2 separate regions of the Delphinus delphis genome follow, and region 1 is linked to region 2. A link is a contact called in public Hi-C data. All regions are on one chromosome and are shown on one strand. Each heading gives the region's core, a stretch centred on a gene start, on an enhancer-like site or on the middle of the called end of the contact. The rest is flanking DNA. Distances are from core to core; before and after follow the strand shown. Region 1 holds the start of CCDC115 (coiled-coil domain containing 115). Region 2 holds the start of LOC132428722 (E3 ubiquitin-protein ligase HERC2).

The links. Hi-C and Micro-C count contacts between places; a contact is called where the count stands out from the background.
Region 1: a Hi-C map of lung shows a contact between it and region 2, with 3 times the contacts expected there. The contact joins the promoter of CCDC115 here to the promoter of LOC132428722 in region 2. A contact is called at or near these places in 2 of 3 Hi-C or Micro-C datasets (lung and muscle).

The regions. Positions count from the first base shown.
Region 1 is chr7:113,436,978-113,441,104 of mDelDel1.2, reverse strand. CCDC115 (coiled-coil domain containing 115) reads left to right here and starts at 1,740. Exons shown (of 5, transcript XM_060017040.1): 1 at 1,740-1,896; 2 at 1,968-2,071; 3 at 2,159-2,241; 4 at 2,894-3,025. The coding sequence starts at 1,786. It overlaps IMP4 (IMP U3 small nucleolar ribonucleoprotein 4), which reads right to left and starts at 1,626. Exons shown (of 11, transcript XM_060017039.1): 1 at 1,481-1,626; 2 at 982-1,101; 3 at 728-836. The coding sequence starts at 984.
Region 2 is chr7:113,113,009-113,117,385 of mDelDel1.2, reverse strand. LOC132428722 (E3 ubiquitin-protein ligase HERC2) reads left to right here and starts at 2,770. Exons shown (of 92, transcript XM_060017027.1): 1 at 2,770-3,135; 2 at 3,512-3,614. The coding sequence starts at 3,543.

The sequences.
Region 1 (4,127 bases), core at 491-2,990, 320 kb before region 2:
CAGGTGTTTAACTTTATGCTTGACATAAGTACTACATACACATACTTCATATACTTTATATGTCTAAAACCTAAGAAAATCAAAGTGAATCTAAAATAGAGATATGGAGTTGATGTACTATCAGATAGGAAACAGAGCTCCACCAACATGAGAACCAACAAAATACAGATAAATACGGCATTTCCAATCAGGCATGTGTGACAGGCTCTTCATTAGTACGGCAAATGGAAAGCAGGGAAAATATTGCAAAGTTAAATTCCTAATTTACAACGCAAATAAAATTCAGTTCTACACGAGTGAACAGTTTTAAAATACAAGGGAGTCATAACAGCACTAAAAGACAATAAGATATTCTTCTTATCTTGTAGTGAAAAAAAGTAGCAAGAATAAAAACGACAGAGGGGAAATAAATATAGGACCACGTGAAATGTTTAAATTTGGGAAGACCTAGACACTGCAAATAAAATCACTACGCAAGTTGTAAAATCTGGACACTGCAGCATAAATGACAAGTAATTCACACCATCATGCAAGCGACATTTGCAACCCATCAGGAAGATCCAACAGGAAAAGAAAATGACCAGTAAATACTTGAAAAGACACTCACCATACTAACACAAGTAAATGCTAATTAAAAGCGTTTGACACCACTGGCCTTTTTCCCGTTGGGTTTTAACAGGAAAGCCCAAGGGTCTTTACCGTGACTGGGGGGCGGGGACAGACTTACCCTCGAGCGCACGCCGAACCTTGTCCTTCCTCTCCTGGGCTGTTCGCCGAGCCTCCTCACAGGCCTTGCGATACAGGTACTCGCGGCGAAGGCGGGCCTCGCGGCGCAGCTGGGAAACAGCAGGTCCGCTCAGGCAAACCTTTTTCGCCGCGCAAGACCGGGCCCGGGAAACACCCGCCCCGAGCCCACAGGCCACATCCCCAGCCACCGCGAGCCCCCGACCTCCAAAACAGGAGCTTAAACGTCCCTCCTACCATCCTGGGCGCAACTTCCACGTGAGTCCAGGAGTTCTCTTCTGGCGCCGCCGGCACCACGCAGTCGTCCCTTCCGCCCTCAACCGAGAAGGCCGCTAGAGGCCTCACTAGACTCTGCTGCTGCCGAGAATGCCCAAAGTTAAAATGGCTGGGAGTCGCAAGGCGATTGGCCAGCCCGAAGCTGGAGCAACCACTAGGCGTGGGGGGGGGGGGGGGGGTGTCAAGGTGCTGTCACGTGGCTTAGAACGGCCGTTAATAAAGGCGTCGGTCATGGTTTCACTACCTAACGTGCGGAACGGGATGTTAATTAGAAGACGACGAACAGCTAAAATAATCATAATTGTAGGCTCGAAATAGTGCAGCAACTGTAAAAGCTGCACAGCGATTGACCGGATGATCGCCTAGCGGCCGGTTCTAGAATTGAATTTAAAGCCGCTCCTCCCTTAAAATGGTTGCCGAACAGCTATGCCTCCTTCCATCGCCACTGCGACAGACGTACTTTAAAAAACGGCCGATTCCAAAAGCGATTCGGAGACACCCACAGCTCTCGCCGACTGTCCGGGTGGCTGATCCCCTTCCGGTGCTCGCGTGACGAGGCGCTAATCACCTCCCCGGGCCGCTGCTCTGAGGGTGCTTATTCTGAAAGGAACTCAGCGAGTCGCCTCCACCCAGTGGGCGTCTCGGCCCAAGGTTGGGAACGCCCCCTCGGGGGACGGACCTCACGCGCCTATTGGCTGTCCTTCTGGCACGGCGGACGCTGATTGGGCGACCTGGGGAGCCGGCTACTGACTCTGTGTGGAGCCCATGGCGGCGCGGGACCCGCGAGCCGAGTTGGACTCCCTTCTCCTGCAGCTGCTCGGGGACCTGGAGGAACTGGAGGCGAAGCGGGCGGCGCTGAACGCCCGGGTGGAGGAGGTGGGAGCCTGGGGCGGGCGGGCCGGCACGTGAAGGTTACTGAGTTTCACCGCTCTCCTCTCTCTTCCCAGGGCTGGCTCTCGCTCTCCAAAGCTCGCTACGCCATGGGTGCGAAGTCGGTAGGGCCTCTGCAGTATGCCTCCCGCATGGAGCCCCAGGTCCGCGTCTGCACCAGGTGAGGTCCCTTTCACGCTGCAGCGGGTGGGCAGGCAGGGGCCAGGTCGGGGCCGCCAAAGGTCTAGCCTCCCTTCTCGTTCTTTAGCGAGGCCCAGGACGGACCCCAGAAGTTCTGGATGGTGAGAGGCGGCACCCAGACTCCAGAGGAGGTGGGACCCCGCGAGGCAGGTGAGTCCCCCCGCCCCTTCTTCCCGTAGGGCCCCTTCCGATGTCAAAGACAAAAGGCATGGGACAACAGGGGAGATGATTTTATTTAGGCTGTTAACGATAGAGAGAGCACCCCAGACCTGAAGATCAGAATGTAGAATGTCTCAGCAGAGTGGTTTTTTGCTTTAGACTTTTACAGGCAGAGAGAGAAAGTTATAGGTGAGGTCCTTTACAGTTGGGATTGTTTTGCAATCAGAGGAAGTCTCAGCTGCGCAGAAGATATTTTTGTCTAGCTAGTTTCAGCGGGACAAGCTTCTAATCTCAGTTAATCATTCGTGAGACAAAGAACAGGGAGTTGAAGGGTCTGTCTGGCCTTTCAGCATGTTCAGGCGAAATGGGAAAAGTCAGTGTGTGGCTTTTTCACGGATAAACAAGGGGTGTCATTTGCTGGTTTTATGATAGTCAAGAGAAAGAGTGGACAGATTCACATGAACCACAAGGGGAAGGGTGGTTCTTTGTAGTAAGCTGTTTTCCAGAACATAAAAGGTTGAGAGGATTTTCCAACTATCGGTATTTTCTAGGATCATGAGCTCAAATGAAGTTTAACATTGTGTCACTGAGAAAACAAAGGCCAGGTAACAATCCCCCCAACCTCCAGCCTTTCTTTTTACAGTTCTTCGCAGGCGCAAGGGTCTCACGAGGACCCCGGAGCCAGACCCCTCCCCAGCTCCCCAGGACCCTCTGAACTGGTTTGGAATCCTGGTTCCTCACAGTCTACGGCAAGCTCAAGCCAGCTTCCGGGAGGGTGAGTGGACCCCCTATCTACAGGGAGCACTTGAGCACTAATGCCAAGGCTGGGATTAGTCTGCAAAGGGCTTTGCAGGTTTTCTCCATTGCAGACTTTTGTTGCACACCTTCTGTTTTTTCAAAAAGCGTTTATTCGCTGTTGGCAGAGTTCCAGGTTCATATTAGGTGCTGGCAGTAAACAAAAAGGACAGACAGCTTCATGGGATGTTTATTTTATTGAGGGCAGAAAAACAACATGCAAACAAATAAGTAGGCCCTAAATATAATACCAGGTAATGAGACTTGCTATGAAAAAATAAGGTAGAGTATGGAGTGGGCTGGGGAAGCTGTTTTTTGAATGGTAGCCTGGAAAGGCCTCTGAAGAGATGAAGGAGAGAGCTTTGGTGATCTGGGGGGACAGTGTTCTAGGTGCAGGGACCAGCCAGGGCAGAGCTCTGAGGCAAGGTTGTATCTGGAATAGCAGAGAGGAGGCCAGTGGTCTAGTGGAGGGGGGCGGGGGGAGGGCAGTGGAGGATCGGGTAAGTGGTGGAAAGCTGCATGTTTTTTCAAGTAAAAGCCACAGGATTTGCTGACAGATCAACTGGGCAGTAAGGGAAGGAGTGGAGTGAAGGATGAGCCCACAGTTTCTAGCCAGAATGCTTAAAAGGGTGGATACCCTCACCTGAGTGGGAGGGCTGCGGAGCAGCAACAGCCGAGGGGAAGTCAGGAGTGGTGTGGGGGTGTTCCTGGTACTGTGTGGTGGAGATTCTGATCAGATGGTTGGCCACATGCATCTGGAGTTTGGAAGAGGACTGGGCTGGAGAGAGAGATTTGGGAACCCACTGCATAACACTGGTTTTAAATTCCCAAGTTGCTAACAGACACAGCATTAAGGTTGAAATGAGATAAGATCAGCAGAGGTCCTGGGAATGTGGACAGGAAGTAAGAGAAAAAAGAAGGGAAGAAACCAGTCGAGGAGACTTAGAAGCAACAGTGAGGCAGGAGCAACACCAAGAGGGTAAGATGTGCCCTGGAGGGAGGTGATCAGGTGTGTGGCCAGCTCTGCTGCCAGGCAGTTAGGCTGAAGACAGGACTGGCCAGTGGACTGGGTGGTGTGGATG
Region 2 (4,377 bases), core at 1,521-4,020:
AATAGATGAGAAGTAGGAACCTAAATAAGATTAGGGCTAAACAAAGCTTTAGACTTATTTGTTGTTGTTGTTGCCTGTGCTTTTGATGTCATATTTAAGAAATCATTGCTAAATCCAATGTCATGAAGCTGAAGATTTCCCCCCATGTGTTCTTCTAAGAGTTTTACACTGTTAGTTCTTACTTTTAGGTTTGATCAATTTTGAGTTAATTTTTATATATGGTGTAAGTTAAGGGTCCAACTTCATTCTTTTGTATGTGGATATCCAGTTTTCCCAGAACCGTTTATTGAAAAGGCTGTCTTTTCACCATTGAATGGTCTTGTCAGAAATCAATTGACCAGATATGTGAATGTTTATTCTGGGTTCTGTATTCTATTCCATTGATCTATATGTTTATCCTTTTGGAAGTATCACACTGTTTTGTTTACTATAGTTTTGTAGTAAGTTTTTGTATCGGGAAGTGTGAGTCCTACAAACTTGTTCTTTTGCAAGACTGTTTTGGCTTGCATGTAGGTTTTCATAAGTGTCCATTATCAGGTTGAGGAGTTCTCCTCCCTTTCTAGTTTGCTGGAAGTGTTTATAATGAGATGTTGGATCTTCTCCAAAGCATTTTTTGGTATCTAGTGAGATGCTTTGAATGTTAAATCAATCTTGAATTCTTGGGATAAACTCCACTTGGTTATGATGTATTATTCTTTCTATATGGTGATGGAATCTATTTGCAAAAAGTTGGCTAAAATTTTTTGCATCTATGTTTGTAGGGTATATTGGTCTTAAGTTTCCTTGTAATGTCTTTTTCTGGTTTTGTTAACAGGGTATGCTGGGCTTATAGAATGAAAATGTTCACTCCTCTTCAATTTTCTGGAAGAGTTTGTATAGAATTTGTGTTACTTCTTTATTAAATATTTGGTAGAACCAGAATCCACCAATGAAACAATCTGGGCCTGGAGATTTCTTTTTTAGAAGGTTTTTAACTGTGAATTTAATTTCTTTAACCCTGTTTAGGTTATCTATTTCTTTTTGAGTGAGTTTGGTAGTGTACGACTTTCATGGAATTAGCCCATTTCATATAAATTGTCAAATCTGTATGTATAGAGTTGTTTCTAGGACAGGTACCCCCTGCTTTTCAAAAGCTCGCTTTATGCCATGTTGCTTCTGTGAAAAGACCTGCATTACTACCTGTTTTTGCTAACCAAAAGAAATCCCAAAGAGAATTTTCCCTTTTATGGAAAAAGGCAAAAAATGAAAACAGCATTCAGCATTTGTTTTGTTGTGAGCTGTTATAGAGGTACCTGCACCCCAAGCAGCAAGTGGCACCACCAAGCTCCTTCCCTGGGAACTACACTCAGCAACTCATCATCAAGCCACCATAGCTTCGAATTGTGTCTGTGAGTATCTGAGCTTTATCGCAATTTACTTCGTGCATCCCTTGGCAAGATGTGTCCTTTCTTTGCTTTACAACATTTCCATTCCGAAAGGTTGCATAGGAATTCTCTTTTGGATAGTTGGGGAAACCTGTATTCCCTTACTGTCCTTTTGAGGTCTTTAGTGATAAATTTTCTTGCATTCCAGATATTGGTAGCTTGTGTGTTTTCCCTCTTTTTGGAGGTCTCATCATAGCCTATAATCTTTTCAAATGACTGGTTTTATTTTAGTTTAATTGATTTTTCTCTATAGTTTTTCTGTTTTCAATTTCATTTATTTCTTCTCCTCTATTATTTCCTCCCTCTTCTTGTTTTGAGTGTGTGCTGCTTTTCTTTTCCTAGTTTCTTAAAATGGAAGCTTAGCACAGGGAACTCTACTCAGTCCTCTAATGGTCTATATGGGAAAAGAATCTAAAAAAAGAGTGGATATCTGTGTATGTATAACTGATTCACTTTGTTGTACACCTGAAACTAACACAACATTGTATTGATCAATAAATCAACTATACTCCAAAATAATTAAAAAAAATAAAGTCTAGAAATCAGGAAAATAAAGAATGGGAAAATAAAAAAATGTAAGCTTAGATTGTTGATTTGGGGTCTTTATCACTTTTAAGATAAGCAGTTAGTGTTATAAATTTCACTTTCATCAGTATTTTAGTTGAGTCCCACAAATTTTGATGCTGCATTTTAATTTTGTTCAATTCAAAATAGTTCTTTTCCTTTGAGATTTCTTCTTTGACCCATGGACTATCTAAAAATGTATTGTGTAACTTCCAAGTGTTTGGAGATTGTCCTGTATCTCTTAATGATTTGTAGTTAATTCTATTATGATCAGAGAACATACTTTGTATGACTTTGTTTTAACTTTCTTAAGCATTGTTTTCTGGCTACTGGTTCAGTGGAACTAAAAGCTCTCATTTCCTTCTCTGATCCCCCTGCTACCAGCTGCTCCATGTATTCTGCGCAAGGTTTTGGTTGCATTCAGTGGGACAGGCAGCAAGAGGCTCTTGCAGACCCCATCCCGCCTCACCTTCAGCCCTAGCGCCGACCAAGCCGAGCCACCCTGCATCACCATGCTGTCTCCCCACCGGCTGCCTTTCTGGGAGCGTTGGGAGAAGTCCGGTTCAGGAGCTTGTGCGTGCGTGCGTGCGGCGGAAATCCCGCCTCTCGGCGTCTTCGGTTGGCCTTGACCGCAAGGGGGTGAGCTCAAGGAGGAAGAGGAGCCGGATTGAAGGAAACTTGGAGAGTCGGCAGAAGGGGCGGGGATGTTCCTCTTCCCCATTGGCTGGGCCTGCGGAGACGCCTCGATGCGATTGGCTGGGCAGCGTGGGCCGTAGTCCCGCGTCGGCCCGCCCCGCCGGCCTCTGGAGGCGCCGGGATTGCAGGCCCCGGGATTGGGAGCGCCGGCGGAGCCCGTGGCTTTTGGGGCTGTGTCCGCACGCGCTGGAGCCAGGCAGCCGGGCCTCTGCCGTCCGGTCTTCGTTCTAGGGGGGCGGCGAGGGCGGCCGGCCGCTGGGGCGGTGCAGGCCGGGGCCGGGCCAAACCGGGGCACGGCGGGCGTTGGCGCAGCCGCCGGACCGGGGCCTGCACGGACCGCCCGCGGCGCGCGTCTCGGGCTGTCTTTTCATTTCCAAGTGATTATTGTTTTGGATTTTTCTGCAGACGTGAATTTTGGTTAATTTATTTCACGCACCAGTTCTGGCCTGAGGTAAAGCGGAGGATGCGTTCTGGTGTCATTTGTCGTTGAGATGTGGGCTTTTTGCAGTCTGTGTGTTTACCTTTTGGATTTAAGGGAAGGGGATGACATTGTGATTTGGTCTTGTAACCGTCCATTCTCAAGGTCTCGCCGACGTGGTACAGACCCGGGCGAATCCCGTGTGTGACTCTTACCTGGACTGGAAGTAGGCTTTTTCCTTTCTCGCCCCATGTTTCTCTTTCCCTCTCTCCTCCTCTCACTCCCCTCCTCCAGAGCTTCTCCTCTCCCTCCTTCCTGTTCTCTCTTTTTGCCGCATTAAATCTTGCGGTAGGGTCTTTGTAAAATTCTGAAAAGGTTGAGGTCTTCAGCGTTTCTGTTTTACTTGCAGGTTTGACGACTGGGAGGAAATCGGGGGAAAGATGCCTTCTGATTCTTTCTGTTTGGCTGCTCAGGCTCGACTTGACTCCAAATGGTTGAAAACAGATATACAGGTGGGGTTTTGACATTCCTTTTTCCTGGTGTTTTCCTTGCCTACATAGTTAAACTTCTGGTGAACCCTTTCTTTAGGATATGTAAGGGCATGCAGATCAGATCTTGCCGTATTAGAGAAGCAGGTTTGTTTTCTGTAACTTTAAATGTACCTTTTATTGTGTCAGTTTTTATTGCTCTATTTATAGTGTGTGTGGCTACATTTTAATTACAGTTATTTATAAGTGCAAGAAACGAGATATTATGCAAAAATTTTTTGTTATTATTTTTTAAGGGGTCTGTATCATTCTTAGCCATATCTTGGTGACTGTTTGTTTAGTGATACTTTTTGAGATGTTCAGTTAATTATGTGGGGGAGAAGTGACATACAGTCATTTATTATGTCCTGCAGAAACTCATTTTTATGGGATTCTGTGTTTGTGTTTCTGGAGAGACAAGGGTTCAGTTGAGCTGTTTGTTTTGTATTCTCATTGGTCTTATTAAGAGGAGTGCTTGGATTTTCATATCAAGAACATGTGGAAACAAAATGTTAGCCTTAGACTCTCTAATAATTTGTTTTAAGGTAATTGCATGCTTGTCCAGAAATTGTCAAATAAATAATGATGATGTTTCTGTAGTCTTTTCTTTATCCCAAGTTAGTTTTGTTTGCTAATGGAAAAACTGTGTTTGTAACTCCCTGTTGCCCTCAGAAAGAAATGGCCAAAATATTTTGTTGTGTATATGTGTTTTTCCCTCTTCCCTGAGGTTAACCATTTTAAGTATTTC